Regions from separate parts of the Mus musculus genome. Here region 1 is linked to region 2. Evidence: chromatin contacts called from public Hi-C data. All regions are on one chromosome and are shown on one strand. The core of a region is the stretch at or near the end of the contact, and the rest is flanking DNA. Distances in the headings are between cores, read along the strand shown. Region 1 overlaps Rac1 (Rac family small GTPase 1). Region 2 has its middle 30 kb from the start of Daglb.

The links. Hi-C and Micro-C count contacts between places; a contact is called where the count stands out from the background.
Region 1: a Hi-C map of bone marrow-derived macrophages shows a contact between it and region 2, with 66 read pairs. The contact joins two enhancer-like sites. A contact is called at or near these places in 5 of 15 datasets of contacts at CTCF or cohesin (CD8 T cells, the G1E-ER4 cell line, the NIH/3T3 cell line and 2 more), 69 of 484 Hi-C or Micro-C datasets (the 4T1 cell line, the AML12 cell line, B cells and 38 more), 7 of 115 datasets of contacts at active chromatin or transcription factors (CD8 T cells, the HPC-7 cell line, bone marrow-derived dendritic cells and 2 more) and 4 of 9 other capture datasets (adipose tissue, embryonic stem cells, liver and 1 more).

The regions. Positions count from the first base shown.
Region 1 is chr5:143,508,067-143,511,090 of GRCm38.p6, reverse strand. Rac1 (Rac family small GTPase 1) reads left to right here. Exons shown (of 6, transcript NM_009007.2): 4 at 2,933-2,995. Among named protein-coding and RNA genes, the nearest start is that of Rac1, 18 kb to the left of the region's middle. Within about 2 kb of position 1,575, at least 68 of the 459 cell types and tissues checked have an H3K27ac peak or open chromatin away from gene starts, as enhancers often do. A contact at or near this core is called in bone marrow-derived macrophages, where this site is marked.
Region 2 is chr5:143,432,817-143,436,131 of GRCm38.p6, reverse strand. No RefSeq gene overlaps it. Among named protein-coding and RNA genes, the nearest start is that of Daglb, 30 kb to the left of the region's middle. Within about 2 kb of position 1,926, at least 14 of the 459 cell types and tissues checked have an H3K27ac peak or open chromatin away from gene starts, as enhancers often do. A contact at or near this core is called in bone marrow-derived macrophages, where this site is marked.

The DNA of each region.
Region 1 (3,024 bases), core at 326-2,825, 75 kb before region 2:
TGGGTATGACAGAGACCACCTTCAGGTGTTGTCCCTCAAGACACACCTTGCTTTTTAAGTCCCAGTATCTTGCTGGGACTCAGGGCTTACCCCAGGGTTCCTCATGCCTGCCCTGCAAGCATGTCCCTAAGTGAACGCTCTTCAGCCCTTGCTGTACTTTTGACTGCTGAGGAGTTGACGTGGGACGTGGCTGGTGACGTGGGAGCTAAAGTTACTGGAGACTCTCATTAAAGGCTGGCGTCACAAAGGTCCTGGTGATCTAGGAAAGTAGTAGTCAGGCCCTCAGGAAAGATGGTCGCCACCGAGAGGGAGGGGACAGGGAGGAGCAGAGACACAGCACAGCCCCTTTGCCCTGGTACAGGAACAAGGGGTTAACCCTAGGAGAAAGCATCAGATGCCGACTAATGTCATACAGTTGTGTTTAGGCCAAAGTTGGGGGTGAAAAGGGAAGAGAGCAGGAGGCTGATGGCATAATGCACACGTGAGTTAGGGTGGCGCTGTGGTCCAGCTGTGCATCTCTGCTCCATCGGGAAGGTACTAAAGGACTGTGGAGTGGAGTGGAGGGGCTGGAGGGTGCTCCAGCAATATTGGAGCCATCCTGAAGACTGTCACAACATGAAACACTGGATTGATGGTTTTGTTTTGTTGGTGGGGTCTATTGTGTCAAGCCCTTAGGACACCCTTAGAAATAGCCCACAGATGAAACCAGGAGTCTGGAGATTGTTACTCTTTGATTGTAAATACAAGCTTGAGTGAGGTAAAATTAAAATCATACTGCGCTTGTTTTTTATTAGAATTTCTGGGGTTTCATATTGGGAAATTGTCAATTTTTACTGAGTATAGAAACAAAAGGAAAGTATTATGATGAAAATGGAAAAGGTTGTCACCTACAGAGTTCCTTAGCAACCCCCCCAAGGGACCTTAGTTCATTTCAAGAACTTACTCCAGTCTGAAGCCACTCTTCCCTCCCAGAGCGGGGCTAGGAGGCCGCCAGCCTGGATCCCTTAGGCTCTGTTCTGGAAAGCTTCGCTGTGCCTACAGGCAGGCGTCTCCCCCGACTCTGAGGTTCTCTTGGCTTATCTCTGAGAAGGTGGAGTTCTCTGAAGACCTTGTCAGTACTGCATGCCGGCAACAGGCCACTTTCTGAACGCTGAGCTCTGTGAGTGTGTTACATTCTGTCAAGTGCGGGAGTGACGTGGTGGCAGGCCCAGCCTTCCCGTGACTTCCTTACTGAACCGCAGGGGTGGGTAGCTCCTCAGCTCCAGCTGCATGGAGTAATGATGTGTGGCTCTCAGCTTCCAAGGTGACCTACATGAATGCACAGCTTTGGATTCCTCAGGAGGGCTGAGACAAACGTGTGTGGAAACTAACAGGTTATATTGATTTTGTATTTCTTAGTTTATATCGAACTCAAGCAAAGTTCTCCTGCATTACTAGGTTGGAGACACATGTGGTAAAGATAGACCCTCCAGGGGCAAAGACAAGCCGATTGCCGTATGTAAGACTTTGAGTCGACCTCAGCCTCCAGCTTTGTCTCTTCTCTTATCTCACTGAGTCTCCAGGAAGAGCTGAGCCTCAGCTCCCTGAGTGTTTCCTCCGACTCACTCAGGAGAGGCTGCTCTTGATAAAATGAGCTTCCTCTGGCCTGTGACTTCACTCCCAGTGGGTTATAAAGTGGCCGATGAGCTGCTTGCTCCCGTCCTCCCATGTGAAAGGAGGGGTGTCCGGAAGCCCCTCTCTGGGACGGTTGGAGGTGCAGGTGTGGAGGGTCCACTGGTGCTCATGTGGGTGCTTTCTCGCTCACCCAGACTAACCACTCCCAGGGCCTCTTCTCTGACTCTGGTGTTCTGTGTGGTGGGCTGTGGGGGCTGCGCAGCGCTGGTGAGCTAACCCAACTGTGCTTTGAGAGGGTGTGGAATCAACTTGGATGCTTGGGAGGCCCTGGTGATTCTCTGATAGGCTTGTGCATGCGCCAGCATTGAAGTAAACCATTGTTTATAAAAAGCTGTTGTGTGGGACATTTCTTTCCTTTTCAGGTACAAGATACCAGCTGGATAGTTGAAGGTGCTAGCTTGGGAACTGTATACATTTCACAAATAGCATAGTTGCCTTTTCTAGGGCTATGTCTTGATAAGCCTAACATTTTAGAAACTCTTGGGCATAATTTTATACAGGTAAATATCTGAATTTTACTTTATGTGTAATAACAGGAAGAAACCTCAGATATTTTCTATTGAGCCGGCAGTTTCTCCTGACGTAAGATTCTTGCCCTGCTTGTCCTTGCTTTCTTTGGGGCCACAGATACACTGGGGCAGCTTTTCCAGAGGCCCTTGACTCTGCTTGGGAAGATGGTGCAGTAGTTGGTGCTTGTCTACTGGGAGATGGCACACTGAGTCCCCTCCCTGGCTGGAAGGCTGGGGAGCAAACTCTTGAACTCCATTTTGTGCCAAGGACAGTGACAAGCTGGCTGATGGACGCTCGAGATGTCAGGAGCCTTGAGCTTACGGTGCATGTGGGGAGCTTAATGAAAAGCGTGCCTTGTTGGAGGATGTGTTTAAATCGACTCTGCATTCATGAGCCTCAGAGAGACCATGGTTTTCAGAAGAATTTGTGTTGATAGCAGATAATTAGGTTTCCAGTTGGGCGTGATTAGCAAGCGGCCTCCTGGGAATGTGATTTGATCCCTCCCTAGCATCAAACAGCTTCCAGCAGTTTCTTCTTCCATGTCCCCTTTTTCAAAAGGCAGGCCTGGTAATGGTTTTGAGTCTCTGGCCGACTGGAGAGGTAGGTGGGAGCAGCGAGGACCTAGTTGCAGGTAGCAGTAGGCACGCAGTGCCTCTCTCTGACAGTGCTTCGCTAGCTATCGGCGTGAGGCAGAGTGCTCCCACAGTCCAAGACTGCCCTCTACATTGCCTGTGTTTCCTTTCTGTAGGACGTGTTCTTAATTTGCTTTTCCCTTGTGAGTCCTGCATCATTTGAAAATGTCCGTGCAAAGGTAAGTGGGACTTATGGGAAGATTGCTGC
Region 2 (3,315 bases), core at 677-3,176:
GGGTCAGGAGTGGATATGGGCACTCTAGGATGACCAAAAAAGATCTCATCCCATCATATATCCACTCTTCTTCAGGTAGTCCATGAATATTGATTGGTCCCAGTAGCTCTTTATGTAAATACATATTTTATTTTTTGGATTGGTGTCCCATGGGTTGTTTCAAGATTGAACTTTGTGCCCCAGTATCTACCATGAAATCTATTGTCTTCCCCTCCACCTTTAGGGTTACCTAGGGCTCATGGAGGGGGTGTGAGCCCTGATACCCTCAGTCACTCAGTTCTTCTATTTCCAACACCTGTGATTCCCTTTTATGGCTCTTGGGACATTCCGCCTTACAGTGGCCTGTTTCTCTACAGTACACACATTGATCCTTTTTGGAGCCAGGAGCTCTACTCCTTTTCCATATGCTATATTCTTCAACACTTGGGTATCAGCTTGCTCGCTCTCTTCCAGTAGCTGCCAGAAGCACCTTGGCGAGTTCCCTGGTCTACGGGTCCTCCAGAACCTCCCCGTGAAGTGGAAGCATCTGGTTTCTTTGGAAAGTCAGTTGTGCGGAATGGTGTCTCACTACAGCAGACACATGAATAAAAGTTTTCCTGAAGTGGACATGGGCGAAAGTATGTTTCGCTAATCAGACTCACGAAGGGACGTCTTGCTGAAGCAGACACAGGTGAAAGGACGCATAATGAAGGATTCTTCGCTAATGACACACGTGTATTTGTTTGCTTTACGTCAGTTTGTTGGTACTCCATGGAGAGAAACCCACCAGAAAACTTCTCGAGAGGTTCCTGTGGCTTCTTGCCACTTCGGAGGACTTGGGCCAGTTGGCAGAGTGATGTCAGCTGATACAAACTCACATGAAGTTTTGCTAAGACAGACTCACATGCTTAGGCAAGACAGGTGGTGAGGCAAGAACGGTGGAGGACCTGTGATGTTTGGAGGGAGCATAAGTCTTAATGGACAGTGGTGACAGGGCTTGCATAGCTAGCTTTGCAATGCTTCTTGGTCTCTTGTCCTCACTGATCTTTGCTTCGCTGAGAGAGGCACAGCTGAGAACTTCTCCTGGCGTCCCTGGTGGTCCTGGTCCCTCCTGCTGACTGGTGCTGATGCAGCTGAGGTCTGGCTATCTTTGCTAGGTCATGTCACTGTTGCTGATTTGTGTTTGCTATTCCTACACTACTGAACTGGACTGCTTGTATATTTGTGAAGTGTTTGCAGATGGATCAAGCTCCTACTGATGACTCCTGTGAGCTGAACTGCCGAGTTCCTGACAACACAGATGGGATTTGCTCCATAGAACCATTTCTAAACAGGTCTGCTGTCCCCATATCCTAATAAACTTTTTTCCCCCACTACCTCTGGTGGGATAGAAGGGAGATTAACACATTTAAGAGCCATTATTAAAATCAGGGTTAAGAAAAATTAAAGCCTCCATCCCTGATATTAAAGATGTTCTTGGCCAGGAGTTCAGTCAGGTGCTTTCCTTTGAATCCTGTTAGCCTCTGGAGTGTTCAGCGGATGTCTGGCTCCACCTAGTGGACGAATGCCAAGTTGACCTCTGGGGAGGTCACAGGGGTCAGCTTCTGATCAGCTTGCACCAGGTGGCTAGTGGTCTGCATTCCTATGTCATGAGCATTTAACCACAGGATGAGATGGCGCTGCCGAGCCCAGATGGCCATCCTGAGATAGGTTTCCCATTCTTGTGGACCTCTCCAGGGTGTTCTATGGGAGAGGAGGGGGTTTTTATGACCTTGTTCCTGGATTTTATGGTCTGTTCCTGGATCTGGTGACTTATGGCCTAGTTTCTGGGACTGGGGCTTTCTTTTTGAAGACAGGCCTGGTCCCGAAATGGAGACGAATGGAGTATGTGCGGTCCTTTCATTTCTCCCACCACCAGGCTTAACTCCACAGTCCCTGCATGTGAGCAGATGCCTGCAAAAGCCAGGAAAGGAGAGGGCATCCGATCCTCTACAGCTGGTTCCAGGTGGTTGTAAGCTGCCAGATGAGGGTGCACGGAACAGACCTGTGGTCTCTGCAGGGGGACTGCATGCTTTGAACAACTGAACCATCTCTGCAGCTTCTATGCATCTTCTTCAGCCCTATACACACAGCAGAACTCTTTGTAGGCATTTCCTATCTAAGGAAATAACATTGTTAGGCAAAGGTTGAGGGTGTGTAGGTCAGGTGTGGGGGTGCACACCTTTAATCTGGGAGCAGACGCTGGACGATCTCTTGTGAGTTAACAGTTAAGTCTTATCTACATAGTGAGTTTCAGGCCATCTTCATAATGAGACCTTGTTTTAAAAGAAAAAGTTAGGGATGGAAATACTGCCCAGAGGTTAAGAACACTGGCTGTTCTTCCAGAATACCCGGGTTCAATTCCCCACACCTAAATGGAGGCTCACACTATCTGTGACTCAGTCTCCGGGGATTCAATAGCCTCCTCTGGCCTCCATGGGCACGAGGCACCTGCACCCACCCCACATAGTATACACACGCACAAGCACACGCACGCGCGCGCATACACACACACACACACACACAGGCAAAACATTCATAAAATAAGTAAATCTAAATTTAAAAAAAATTAAGATGAATGGATTGCTATTTTAATAGCTACTATTTTTTAAATAGTTGATTTTAATTTTAATCGTCAACTTGAGAAAATCTAGAACCACTAGGTGTTGTAGGAAAGTGTCTCAAAGAGAAGTCTAGAGAGGGCTGGCCTGTGGCCATGTCTGTGGATGAATACCTTGATGGCACTATTCGACATGGGAAGAACTGTGGGCAGTACCATTCCCTAGGCAGAGGTTGCTTCTTTTTTTCTTTTTCTTAGATTTATTTATTTATTATATATAAGTACACTGTAGCTGTCTTCAGACACACCAGAAGACAGATCTCATTACAGATGGTTGTGAGGAACCAAGTGGTTGCTGGGATTTGAACTCATGACCTCTGGAAGAGCAATCAGTGTTCTTAACCACTGAGCCATGTATTCAGCCCACAGGGGTTGCTTCTTGATGGTGGATATAACGTGACCAGCTAGCTGTCTCCAGCTCCTTTCTGCTGTGACTTCCATTCAATGATCTTACCCAGAACTGAAAACTAAAATAAAATCAATAATTTCTCTCTTAAATCACTTTTATTAGGGTATTTACTCACAGTAAGGATGAATCTGGAACACATGTTAGTGGACCTTTAAGAAAAACAACAAAAAACAAAGTTATCCTAGGTTTGCTCATCAAGTCCCCACCTTTTTTCCCTGCCTGTGCCGTGCTCCTGTTCAATTCTGGATGATGACGATGACGACGATGA